Regions from separate parts of the Mus musculus genome. Here region 1 is linked to region 2. A link is a contact called in public promoter capture Hi-C data. All regions are on one chromosome and are shown on one strand. Each heading gives the region's core, a stretch centred on a gene start, on an enhancer-like site or on the middle of the called end of the contact. The rest is flanking DNA. Distances are from core to core; before and after follow the strand shown.

The links. Promoter capture Hi-C pulls out the DNA fragments that hold promoters and counts their contacts.
Region 1: a promoter capture Hi-C map of liver shows a contact between it and region 2, with 3 times the contacts expected there. The contact joins the promoter of Prpf40a here to the promoter of Rnd3 in region 2.

Annotation. Positions count from the first base shown.
Region 1 is chr2:53,187,460-53,193,921 of GRCm38.p6, reverse strand. It overlaps Prpf40a (pre-mRNA processing factor 40A), which reads left to right and starts at 2,668. Exons shown (of 26, transcript NM_018785.3): 1 at 2,668-2,899; 2 at 3,822-3,953. The coding sequence starts at 2,690. Arl6ip6 (ADP-ribosylation factor-like 6 interacting protein 6) reads right to left here and starts at 1,838. Exons shown (of 4, transcript NM_022989.4): 1 at 1,400-1,838. The coding sequence starts at 1,799.
Region 2 is chr2:51,143,042-51,150,539 of GRCm38.p6, reverse strand. Rnd3 (Rho family GTPase 3) reads left to right here and starts at 1,429. Exons shown (of 5, transcript NM_028810.2): 1 at 1,429-1,815; 2 at 2,229-2,316. The coding sequence starts at 1,666.

The DNA of each region.
Region 1 (6,462 bases), core at 1,419-3,918, 2.0 Mb before region 2:
ACAAATCTATCATGGCTGAAGTGGGAAAAAAAACTGTTGAAGGGCCACCTGCATCCCATTAGGGAATGGGAGGAAATAAAGCAAAACTGAACTGGAGATTTAATTTTAATTAGTAAAGGCAACACAAGAATGAGTGTTGAATCCTTTTAATACAAAATAGTTTTCATGTTTCTATTTCTCAAGAATTGGCAAAGTCAGCACTAACTGAATTAAAATCTCTTTCTACTACAATAAATACTAAATCATACAACAAATTCAAATGGGGGAAGAGGGTCTTTCTGAGCATTGCTATTTGGACAATATGTCAATTTCTGACACAGTAGAATAGGCTTGTCCTGAAATAACTCTACCTGATTACAAGGGAAAAATAGAAAAACCATTTTTGCCTATAAAAGTAGAAACTTAGCCAAGCCGTGGTGATGTGTCTTTAATCCCAGCACTTGGGAGGCAGAAGCAGGCGGGTTTCTGAACTCAGAAATCAAGGCCATGGCAAATACAGTAGTGGATGCTCACAGTCAGCTATTGGATGGATCACAGGGCTCCCAATGGAGGAGCTAGAGAAAGTACCCAAGGAGCTAATGGGAACTGCAACCCTATAGGTGGAACAGCAATATGAACTAACCAGCACCCCGGAGTTCTTGACTCTAGCTGCATATGTATCAAAAGATGGCCTAGTCGGCCATCATTGGCAAGAGAGGCCCCTTAGTCTTGTAAACTTTATATACCCCAGTACAGGGGAATGCCAGGGCCAAGTAGTGGGAGTGGGTGGGTAGGGGGGCAGGGCGAGAGGGCGGGGGGGGGGGGAGTATAGGGGGCTTTCAGGATAGCATTTAAAATGTAAATGAAGAAAATATCTAATAAAAATTTTTAAAAAAGAATATTAAAAAAAAAAAAGAAAGAAAGAAAGCCAGCCAGTTTGGTCTACAAAGTGAGTTCCAGGACAGCCAGGTCTATACAGAGAAACCCTGTCTCAAAAAAGAAAAAAAGAAAGAAAGAGAGAGAGAGAGAGAAAAGTAGAAACTTGGGATGGGGTGGGGGTGGGGATCCTTGTCCTAGGTTCAGAGAACAGTGCAAACCCAGCATGTCTCTTAACATCAGCCTTAGGACGTACAGCAGTACTTTCTTACACGTACTTTTTTGATCCTTTTAAAAGTAAGGGGCTCTGCTGTTTCAACTCAAAGTGTTCAATGCCTTTACGGCATTAAAGACTGTAGATTTAGCCAAAGATCTTTTCTAAATGGGTCTCATGACGGAGCAAGGACGTCCATCTAGGGAGAGAAGACAAAAGGGACGATAGCAGTCTCGAGGGAACGCTTTGGGAGGAGAGTGTGAATGGGGGCGTGTGATGTACTGGCTGCACTTTACGCTGGACAGCCTTTCAAGGCCTGGGCTTCAATACCTTTAACGATCATGTAGGCGATGGCGAGAAGGAAAGCAAGGAGGACGGCGAACAGCAGCGAACAGAGAATGGAAAGGGCTTGGATGGGCCACCGCCGAGCCTGGGTTCGCTTGGCCGCAGTGGCCGGGAAGATGCCGTTGCGCTTATCCGGCAGGACCGGAGACCCGTCCCCGACCCGGGGGAGTAGCGGGGCCCTCTTGGTCTCCGACGACGCCCTGGCTGAGAACTCTGCCCGCAAGTCGCGGGCCACTTGGTCGCATCCCTCGTCTTCGTCGCCTTCGCCCTCACCCCAGCTGTCCCCCTGAGTGTAGTCGGAATACCCGGGCCGAGTCGCAGGGCCTGGGGTAACCTGACGGCGCCTCCGCGCGCCCGCAAACCTCCAACTCTCCACGAACGACATGGCGGGAAAGACTGAGAGTCCCGCGAAGGTCGGCTGTCCACCACCGCCACGCCCCGCCCCGGCTACAGCCAATCAGAGACGGCCGTCGGCGGACCCAACCACCGCGCGCAGAACCGTAGGGGAGTGCAAGAGCGGGTTACCCGGGGACTCCGCTTCCGGAGGCGCCGTGGGAGCGCGCGCCCATGGCCCGCCGCGACAACACTCTCATTTATTCCACCCTTTCGGGTCCTGTGGGCACGCACCTCTCGAGCCCCATGACCGCAGTTCCGCGCCTTCCTAACCGCCAGTCGCTTCCTCCCTCGGGCGAGAGATCTCTGTCTTTACCGCTCCCCGCCAGATACAGTTCGCGCCTCCGCCCTTCACTATGCCGGGCGCGCGCGCAGCTCTCGAGTTTCTCCCCCCCACCCCCAAAGGCACGACCCCCTCCCCAGGGCAACCGCGCGCGCGCGCACTAGGCCGCTAACGCCGGGTGCCGCTTCCCCCGCCCCACCCCCACCCCACCCCTGGTGGCCTCAGGTTTGTGGGGCGAACGTAACTAGGGCGAGGGGCTGGACGCCACTGCCCCACCCCCCGACGGGGTGCGGTGGCCCGAACCCGGGAATCTGGGTCCCCGCCGTGTCCCCTTTCCTGGGGGAAGTTGGTAGAGTTTCCCCGGCAGAGCACTCGACGCAGAAACTTCCTCCGTCCCCCCTCCCCCCCCCTCCATGCAGGCGACGCCGAGCGAGGCAGGGGGCGAATCGCCGCAGAGCTGCCTGTCGGTCTCGCGCTCTGATTGGACAGTAGGGAAGCCTGTCAGTTTATTGGCCCCGCTGATCCCGCCCCGCAGCTCAGGGCAGCCTTTACCCTTTGGCCCCGGCGGGCGCCAGCCACTCAGATCGCTTCTTGTTGGTATGTGCAGCGGCAGTGGCCGCCGACGGAGCAGTCTGAGCCCGACGATGAGGCCGGGGACTGGAGCCGAGCGTGGAGGCCTCATGGTGAGTGAAATGGAGAGCCAACCTCCCTCGCGGGGTCCCGGGGACGGGGAGCGGAGATTGTCCGGCTCAAACCTGTGCTCCAGTTCTTGGGTCTCTGCTGACGGCTTCCTGAGGAGACGGCCCTCGGTAAGGGATCGGCGGGGTAGGGGAAAGCGGCACAATGAAAAACCGAGTCAGAGAAACAGGAAGCTCTCTCCAAACGGAGAAGAGCATATCAGGAAGAGAGCTGCAGATGGTGGGCTACGTCCCAAGGGGGAGAGATGGAGGGCGGGAACACACAAAGAAATAGGTGGGACCTTGGACTTGCCAGTGGTCTTGGCCTAGGTAGATAGATGCCTTAGGAAGAAGGAAGGTGCTGGGCCCCGGGCGGACTGTGCATCTGAGAGCCCCAGGCTTGACTTACAGTAGGGACACTTAAGTCTGTGGGACTTAAGGAGCGGCTGCTGCGGTCTTATTTCTCCGGGAGTGGTGGTGATTTGCAGGGCTTGGGGGATTCGGTTGGGAGAATTGGCTGCGGATACTTAGTTTCAAGCCAGGAACAATGGAAGTATTATATTTTAAGCTCCCTAAAACGGCATGAATTTGTTAGTGTCTGGGACAGTTTAACTCTATTAAAACATTTGTGAAGTACTCTTGGGTACCCGCACTCTGTTTTAGGTCTTGTCCATATGAATGTAATTTTAAGTAGTATAAGCTGGTTATGTGTATAAAGGTGACGGAAGTTGTGTTCATCGTAATAATTTTTTAAGTTGGAATTCAATACATAGTCACCAAGTCTGACCAGTCATTTAACAGTTTGTTAAGTCATTGGAGAGGGGTTGTAATCCGCTAATGGGTTTAACTTTTCCATTATTTTGTAAATTTTCAGGCCCCATCTAATAATCACTGTAGTGTAATTAAGATTAACTTCAGTATATGCTAATACTGTAATTTAATCACAGTGATTTAATATTGTGCCTTAATTGATGGGTTTTAGTTGTTGTTTTTGAAATGACATTTTAAAGAAGCATTTAACTGTCTCTCACTCTCCCTTTTTATTATTTTTCAGATGGGGCATCCTGGCATGCATTATGCACCAATGGGCATGCACCCTATGGGTCAGAGAGCAAACATGCCTCCTGTACCTCATGGAATGATGCCACAGATGATGCCCCCTATGGGAGGGCCTCCAATGGGACAAGTAAGAAGACGCTTTCCCTTTGGCTTGCTTAGTTTTGTTTGAGTGTGTCGAGATGTATTTAAGATGTAAGTCAGTGGTGTACTTGCAGCCCTTTAAAGGTTAGTTTATATCCACGTAATGTCTTCAAACAAGACAAAACATTACATTGCTCATGTCTGTAACCAAATTTTGAATGTAGTAAGACTGTATGAGAAAAAATTAACTGACTTCCTCAACAAAATTAAGCTTTAAAAAAAATAAGCCGGCTGTGGTGGCGCACGCCTTTGATCCCAGCACTTGGGAGGCAGTGGCAGTTAGATCTCTGAGTTCAAGGCCAGCCTGGATCTATAGACTGAGTTCCAAGACAGAGAAACCCTATCTGGAAAACCAAGCAAATAATTTAAAGTGAGAGTATACATCTAATCTATTTAACTTAGTGACTTTATTTCAGGCATTATAATTATTAATGGTCTAGGAGTAAATATATATCAGAAGATAATCGTGGTGAATGTGTAAAGCCTAGCATCAGAAAAATAGTAGTTACTTGGGGTTTTCATGTAGAATGAATTTTATTCTTGGAGTATCTTCCTCTTGTTTGGGGTGCGGAGGGATTTTCTGCTCTATTACTAATTCTTTCCTGGACAGTGCCAAATAGGTAGCTCATTTTCTACTTAATTTTTGAATGATAATTGCTTCTATACTCCTACTTGTGCGTTGCCCCTTGAATCTCTAGCACAAATCGTAAATGGACGTTTTTTCGTAGGAGTGATTGGATTAAAAGGTTTTAAGATGACTCAGGAACACGGGTAGAATTTCTAGAGAAGTGGTCAAGAAAGACAAGAGCTTGAGGTGCATCAACAGTTCTGTCCTATGCTAGGTTCTATATAATACACTGATTCTTAGGTGGGCTGGGTTATTCCAGTTGAATATCTTGATAAGTCATGAAATTTTTGATTAGCAGAATATTTTAGAAAGCCAGTTGTATATTTTCTTTTGCTAATGAGTACTATTGAGTTTGACGATGGTTTGAGCAATGAAGGCTAAAGTTACTGGTGAAATTACAGGGGGAAACAGGAACTTGTGTTTTTTTGTTTGTTTGCTTTTTTTATTTTAAAGAGTAGAATGGCTCAGTGTTAAGTGGTTTTCTTTTATATTTGGAATATAGCCCTTAATTTTGGATAAGAAAATTGTATTCAAAGGCACCAAACTGAAAAGATTCTGCCTGCAGGAGTTCCTTATAGAAAAGATTCTTTTGCTCTGTTACTCTCGAATAATAATACTTTAAAACTCCCTAGGATATGCAGAGACAACTCTTGATTCTTTTTCTGTATCTTTCCATCTCTAAGCAGCACAAAACCCTTCTTGTTTTCTTGGTAGAGCTGCTCTAACTAGATAATGAGCTTTAAAAAATATTTATTCTCTAATGCTCTGGTTCTTATTTAAAATTAGTTTCTTTCCACAGAAAGATAAAATAAAACAATTTGCTACTGCCAGACGCTTCTCTCTTTTCTGGGGCCTTCTGTGTCCATTGGGCCAGGCAAGGTAAGTTTGCAAGGGGTTGGCCTGCTTACCCTTGCTGTCCCGGTGCTGTTGCACTAGCAGTCCTGAGATGCCAGCTACTCATTTTTAGTACAGTGCAGATTTTACTTTATTTTTTTAAGTAATTGGCATACACTGGTCACAGTTTGTTTTGTGGCCCCTTCTCTTTAGCTGTGCCAGTGACCATATTCCTAATTAGTTTACTTTATACTTACACACTTCAGATATTTTGACTTTTGCTTCATGGTTTTCTACTATTATTAATTTTTTTTTTAGTCTAATATGTTCTGTGCACCTGACTGTTTAAATGTTTAGCATTCTTCCTCTGTGAGGATAATGAATACTTTGGGAGACCAGATCTGAAAGTCTCAAGAAAATTGCTGTTATTTTCTCAAAATTAGGTCATTATCTAGTGCCCACTTCCTACCTAAGAGTATGGGTCCTAGCTTATGGTAAAGCTAAGCTGAATCCTTAAGGGCTCCAGGATTCTTTCTCAAAGCTCTGTGTACCTTTTCTTAATGATGAACTGATTGTTTTCCTGCATCATTTCTTCTCTTTGCATATGCTCTGGATTATTAATAGTAATTATAATGAGAAGATAATTGAGAAGAAGCAGGGTACCTGTATAGTTTTGCCATCCATCTTTTTTAAAGTTTGTTAAAAACTTTTAGATTTTCGGGACTAAGGGCTTTATAATCTTCAAAAATAGTTGATCTTTTATAACTGCAGAATTCTGTGGCCATTATTTCATCTAACATGGGCTTATAGTACATGAAAAATAAATTACAATTTCCAGACCACAAGCAGACTTTTTGCCTTGTCATAGTCACATTTAACACGTGAAACAACTATATAGTTACTTATAGAGATAGCATGTACATTGTGTTAGGTAGCATCCAGAGATGATTTAAATTATACAAGATGTCCATATATGCACATATTATGGCTTTTTTTTTTAATGCAAGGGAAAAAAAGGTGTGAATTTTGGTAT
Region 2 (7,498 bases), core at 180-2,679:
GTCACTATACTTTCCTTAAAGGGTTGTGTGTGTATGTGTAAGTACTTATATGTATGTGTTTAGTATATGTGTGGAAGCCAGAGGTTGTTTATCTTCCTCAATTTCTATCTACATTATCTTTGAGTCATGGCCTCTCACTGAATCCTGAGTTCCTCAATTTGACTGGATTGGCTGGCTAGCAAGCCCCACGGATCCTCTGGGTCTGTCTCAGGAGTGCCTCCTTATATGGGTGCTGGTGGTGAAATTCAAGTCGCACTTGACCAAGCCCTTCACAGGCTGAACTTTCTTCCCAGACACCTTCACTACAAATTTAATAACTGACGCTTCCTGGCTGTCGGGGTGACTGGCAATGAAGACACTGTTCTCAGAAGACAAGAGAACAAACACAGTCTTGTCTGTCTCTTCTAAGACTTGTTGAAAGGGAGACTTGGAATGACTGGAGTACGTGTGTGGAGGAGGGGAGTCCCTAAATTTTCCACAATGAGCATGTGTGCTTTTTAAGTCCAACTCCTTGATTCTTAGGTGAAGGAGGGAGGGTACAGCTGAAGGGAGCAAAGAGTGCTTAGACCCCTGGTTCTAGAGCTGTCACAGAGAGAGTGGCAGTTGCGGCCAAGTTTCTGATAGTTTTTGTCATCTCTCTTTTTTCTCGCCCCTGCACCTATTCACATTATCATGTCACTCCCCAAAGCCTCCTACCTTCTCTGGAATAGCTGAATCTGACAGTTTAAAAAGCCAGTCCTCTACAAAGGTCAAGGAAAACGAGTTCTAGTGTTTGAAATAAATCATCTATGTTATTATGTACTATATATGTAGATAGATAGATAGATACATAGATAGATACATAGATAGATAGATAGATAGATAGATAGATAGATAGATAGATAGATAGATAGATAGAAGATAGATGATAGGTAGGTAGATAGATAGATAGATAGATAGATAGATAGATAGATAGATAGATAGATAGATAGATAGATAATGATTTTATGGGTTTGGGAACACAAAAACTTAGCCTTTCCCTTCCAAGATTTACTTCTGTATTATTAATTTGATTGGGAATTTTTTTTTTTATTTTCACAAATGATGACGAGGCTTCTGGAGGCGAGCCCCTTGGAAAGCAATTTGAAAGGAATCCCAATGCAAATCCATGTGCACAGATTATCTGCTTCCCCTCACCCTGGCCCTGAACAACCTACCCATCTGCAAATCCTGCCTGGCACCTTCAGGTTATGCCAGAACCTGGGTCTGCAAGCCATCCTGCACGCCACCCTAGAGGGCGCGCTGCTTACACTTTCCGCCAACGGGGCGGCCGTGCTGGCTCCCAGGCTCCATAAAAGGGGAGGAGGCGGATCGGTTTCCTTCTCTCATTGAGAAAGCGGAGCGGATTGGAAGGCTGGGCGTATAAAGCGGCGCGGAGAGCGTGAAACAAAGCAGACCGATCGGAATTGGACTTGGGAAGAGAGGCGCGGAGTCAGGCAGAAAACTTGTAGGAGAGGAGTAAAGAGCCGCTGCCTCTCCTCCTCCACTCCGCTGTGCTTAAAGGGGTTCCCGCCGGCCTTGCGATTTATTTTTATATCTGCTTTTTATAGAGAGAAGTATATATATATATATATTTTTTCTTCTAAAGAGAAAATTCCTGTTCCAAGAGAAAATAAGGCAACATCAATGAAGGAGAGAAGAGCCAGCCAGAAATTATCCAGTAAATCTATCATGGATCCTAATCAGAACGTGAAATGCAAGATAGTAGTAGTGGGCGACAGCCAGTGTGGGAAAACCGCGCTGCTCCACGTCTTCGCCAAGGACTGCTTCCCAGAAGTGAGTGTGACCCGCACGTCTTGAGGGGAGCGGCTGGTGGGGTCCCCGGTCTGGAGGACTGCGCCTTTCTCCTGCTTCACTGATTTTCTTGAAAATCTTTCTCATGCCCAGCCGTCTCTGCCGCCACACGGCCGGGAAGCGAAAGTGTCCTGGAAGGGTCTTGGCTGGGACCCGCCAGCACCCTGGGCTCTTGGCCCCAGAAACTTGCTGGTTTCAGTGTGGGAGGCCGGGTGGGGAGACCTGGGTGGGCTCTCGGGAGGGGGCTGCGTGTTTACTGTGTAAGGAGTGTGAGGTTGTTGGTGGTGGTGGTTTTTTAATTGGGGGCTTGGTGGTTTTTCAAGTGTTCGATCTACGGGTCGTGTTTTTAATAATCTCTTTGCCACCTTCCTCTTCTGTCCCTTTCGTTCGTCCAGAATTACGTCCCTACGGTGTTTGAGAATTACACTGCCAGTTTTGAAATCGACACACAAAGAATAGAGTTGAGCCTGTGGGACACTTCAGGTAAGACTCGGCACACCGCGTGGCGGTCTGAACCGGTGCGCCCGGGGGCTCGGGATCTGGTGCCCTGTCTGCTAATGTGGCTCCTTGAGGGACTTCCCGGTCCCGAGCCGCCGGAAAATGTTATCCTTTCTGGGCAGGGGCAGCAATGGGAGTGATTGTGGTCTTGGGGACAGGAGGACGCTAGGTGTCCGGAGTGACCCTGCTGGAGGAGCCTCTGGTGGCCGCATGGCCTTGTGTTGTCCTTCCTTGGAGCCGTGCCGGAGCGGGCCGCCAGGGTGGCCCAGTGCTGGAGCATACAGAGCAGCGTGGAAGCCCTCCCGCTCGCGGAGGAAGCCCCTCATGGGTGTCACCAGCCATCTGGTTTGGGGGCAGGGGCGCAGGCTGAGCTGGGAGAAGATCCCCAAAGCCTCCGGGTTGCGTGGGGTGTTCCAGGCTGAGGGAGATGGGTGAATGGCCGGAGCCAGCGCCCGTGACGCCTACTGTCAGGAATGCGCTGGTGGTGCCGGCAGCGGCCACCGCGGGGCCTCCGCCCCCGCAGCCTCTGTGCCACCGGTGCAGAGCGGCTTCTGCGGCCGCCCAGGGATCACTCTGTGCCAGCTCTCCGAACATACCACTCCCCTACCCTTTTGCTTCGGCTTCGCCTGCCTGCAGAGCCGCAGGCAGCACCGATCGCCTTTGACCTTCCTGTCTACTTGAATTATTGGCGCCTTGGAGGGTTCCGTCCAGAGGTCTAGGGTTCAAGGCCGGGTTGTTGCCTTCCCATGCGCCCACCCACCAACGTGGCACAAGGTGGTGGGGAGGGCAGATTTTCGCGGGCAGGAAGGCTGGCAGCCCCGGCTGAGTTCGGGGAAGGGACAGTGAGGACTGAGCACCCCCCAACCCCCACACACCCCCGGTATCAAGACTGGCCAGAGGCTCGTCGGGAGAAACGCCTACTGTTAGTAGAAACCATACCTTCTCCAGAGGAGCAGAAACTACCAATCTGGGAGGGGAAAAGCCGGTGCTGGTGGGGAACTGGGCTGCCAGACAGATTAGGGCGAAACTGGCGAGGAGGAGCGCACAAGCGCCAACACGCAGGGTTGCTGTCAGGCGGGGTGGCCCGAGGTGGAGCCGTGCTCAACTGGGAGTGGCCTCGTGGAGCTTCAGCGAGCTTCCCACACCCTGGGCTGGAACCTCTGAGGGACTTGGGGAATTAGACTGTGGGAGGAAGGGGCCAGAGTCCCAAGATCTCCAGAGGCAACCCTCAGCACAAAGGCTAGAAGAAAGACTAGAGGGAAGTCTTGCACCGGCGCCTCTCACGGTCGGTGCCAGATGCTCAGACTGCTGCAGTGAGAAGGATGGATCCAGTTTCCCTCCGGAGAGTCAAGTTCTTCCTTGAGCTGCGCCAAGGGCGTTTTTGTGGTTTTTGTTGTCCAGATTGCATACGCAATCTTGAAACTATAGAGAAAGTGTTGATGGAATTCTAGGGGTTTATTACTACTTTCGATCATAAGAATTATTACATAGCCTAGTATTTTATTAGGCTCCTGTTCTCAGACATATTATGGTAATTGTTATGCCTAGTGAGCCGGACAGCTGGTGTGGTACCAACAATTAGCACCAGCATCCCCGTCCCCCCCCCGTCCCCCCAACCCCCAGCCCCGTTTGGACTTACACTCGATAAGAATTATTTAGGCGTGGAGTGGGGCAGTGCAGTGGGTCTGATACAGTCTTTGATACAAAGCTCTGTTTCCATCTCAGCTCCTGGTTACCAGGGATTTCTATGTGCAAATCCTCTACCTCCCTGGGTCTCATTTTCATCATCTGTAAAAAGAGGGCAGACGCTGGGCTAGATAATGTGCAAGATCTCTTCCCAGCTATGCTTCTTGGCTTTAGTGTACTGGACAGGCAGATTTGTGTGTGTGTGTGTGTGTGTGTGTGTGTGTGTGTCCCAGGCTGTTGGTTGGCTTCAGCTCCTAGTCTCAGTGGCTCTGGCATCCCGTGCTGAGGTTCTCAACAGCTTGCAAACCAAGCCAGATTCCGGGCTGAGCCAGGCTGCCTGGTGGATTTAGGAATGAGACTATTTGGATAAGGAAGGGGGATGGGTGTGCTCCTAGGAATGCCGGCTTATACATCCCGTGTCTCCAGCTCCCAAAGCCACAAGACCACCAACAGAGATTTTTAGATTAGGTGCCCAAAGGCCAAACTTGCCACCTCTTTCTTTTTCTCTCCAAGAGCTAATAAATAAAACGAATGTGTATGAATGGTTTATAGTGAGAAGCCAATGCGAATATCACTTCAGGTATTTTCTAGCCTTACTCAGCAACTATATAGTTCAGTCTCTGCACTTATAGCAGAATGTCTTGCATACAGTAGTCACCCAATAAAACCTAAGGCCTGAGCAAATTATAATGATATGCATAGTTGCTAAGGGGATGGGGTTCCTGGTATTAATTAGCACTGAATTGCCTTTGCCTTAAGATTAGCAACGTTATAAATATTGCTTTTCATCAAATTAAAGTTAATCACTTGAAATGAAATCAGTAGTAGCAACATAATGACATATTTTTATTTAGTAAAAGAAATAAATTTTATTTATTTATTTCTGTATGCCTATTTCTGCAAGATAAGAAGGGTTAAAAGCTGATTGCAACAGTATTGCACTGCAAAATTATCCAGTTATGAAACCTTACTTAAAATTTAGATTCATACAAATGAAAAAAGAGGCATGGGGAATTATTTGAAATTCCTATCATGTTGGTGGTGGAGTGAGATGTTAGTTAATCAAACACAGTGATGGAGCATTGCTTAAATTCTAGAAAGAGGCTGTTCCTACTGAAAGTGGCTTGCCAGTCAGAATTAGCGTGCCTCCAGCAGGAAGTTTATACTATCTTTCCTATACACTTTTCCCGACAAGTTCCTAGAGCTTTCTCCCCCATTGTTTGACATTTTCTCTGCTCACAAAGACATTGTTTGGTTGAGGCCTGAAAATAATTGCATATACTTTATGCCTCTTTATACATTTGATTTTCCCTAACTGCTACCAGCTTATCTCAGGAGAGAAGATCCAAGCCAAGTTTATGGATCTCTAAATGTCATTTTTTTATCCTCTCCCAAGACTGTGTGCAAGAGATTTAGATTGGGAAAACTGGGTGGAGAGAGAGTACCAACTTTGCCCTTTGGTTGCATGGCTATTACGTTTGAGCTTCCAGTGGAGGAGCACACATGTAGGAAACAATTCTTTATGGGTTTTCTGTGTGTGCGAACCACATCTCCTAAGTGGTCTGCTTTCCCCTGAAGCAGTCATACGTAAGCATCATGTGTAAGCAAAAGCCGCCAATTTGAATGTGGGGAAAAGTAGCAAGTGCAAGTCTTATCTGAGGAAAGGAAGCCATTCATTCGTTTCTCTTCTGGGAGGCCAGGCAGTTAATATTTCCTCCTTTCTGCCCCTCTTCCTTTCTTCTGCATCTACTGTAAGCAAGCCCTCTGTTAGACAGCATAGGAATCAGGGCTAGGCAACTGCCAGCCTAGGGTGCACTTACTCTTGAACCGTAATGGCTTCTTCTATCTGGTGGCTTCATGTGCTTTCCTGAGGCTTTCCCAGTAGAGCTCCAAGCAGTCTTTAGGTTCAGTCTTTCTGTCTTTCCCCAAGTACTCACCAATTACAACAGCCACAGTGGCACAGTGCCAATGGACTCTCATGGCTGCTTAAAATACTTCAAAAGTAATGAACTATCATACCTGTCAGGAAAATCTTCTAAAGTGAGGGGTTTCTAAAGGGAGTCTTGGGGCCATGTCTTCCTCTCACTGAGGTATAGTTTCTTTTCCTTATAAAATGAGCTGATCTAATGGTTGCAGAAATGTGCTGGGAAAATATTCAGATTTTCCCAATGAGTTTTGAGAAACAGGGAGGGGGTGGGGGAATAGTCTTGCTATCTTAAAGTGATACTGAAACCAAAGTAGTTAGTTCTAATAGCTTGTGCTTCAAAATCTGCAACACTTGCCAAACGTAGAAGCAATTTGTAACATAAAGCCAAATGCCTACTAATAATAGAAAGTTAGTCATTTAAAGATCAGGGTATCTTTTCCTAGGAACTTGATGGCAGTGTAATTTCTGCATCCATGATTTAGGGAGCAATAGTCGTCCTTGGCAGCTTTTAGCTTGAGCAAGTTAATGCACATCTTATTTAAGGCATATTATTAGTTTTAAACATTCAATTCAACTGCTGATTCCCAGTTGATAACTGTGGTATTGCCCAGTGAAAACTTTTTTGAATCTTAATGCGCTATGAACCTCTTTCAGGTCCTGAATGCTAAACTTCGCACTTCCTGTATCTGTTTGTGGTATTATTAACTAAAAACAATATATTCTCTACACTTTAGCATAAAACAACAGATAAGAAAAAACCAAGCTACTTTTCTTGGAGGAAGGTCTTCAGGATCAATATAAATCTAACTACTCCCATATATTTCAGCTTTAAAAAAAAATCAAGCTTGAAGGCCAGTGCCCTAATGGACAAGGTTCAACAGTTGTGGAGGCTCATCTACATATTAATCAAGGAAAGCCATTTAAAAGGAGATTAGCGGTCCCTTTTTTGTGATTTAAAATATAAATGAACACATCTGGGCAGGCCAGGAAGATATGATTGTAAACTATTAGGGCAGAGTTTACCTCTGCAAAAGCTGCTTGGACTCTGATGGGGGATGGGCGGTACTGAGCTCTGCAGGAAAAGCTCAGGTCCTCAAGCTGCTTGCACTCTAGTTAGGGCCACCAAGCAAACAAAAATGTTGCGAACATGGGTGAAAATTTAAAATACCCATTCTTTCTCCAGGGTGAAGTAAGAAACCAAATGAGGAGCCCAGAATAAGTGTAGGGTGCAGCTAGGAAGAAATGCCTGTGCACTTGAACAGGCAAGGAATCTTTCCCAGGGCATCTGTTATGAGTACTCCAGAGGTGGACAGGGACCCGGAAACAGAAGATGGGCTTTGGTGGGAATGGATTCGCCCACAGCACCAAGACTAAAGAGGGTTCAGCACCTGTGCTAACTCCGAGTCCCCAGCTCAGGTCTTCCTGTCCGTTAAAGCCCTCCATTATTCCAAAGCTTCTCTACAAGTTCATCTTCCAAAGTTCTTAAACTCCCCTTTAATTTCACACCTGCTTAAATTTAATGGTTATCAGGGGAGAGAAAAAAAAAAAAACAGG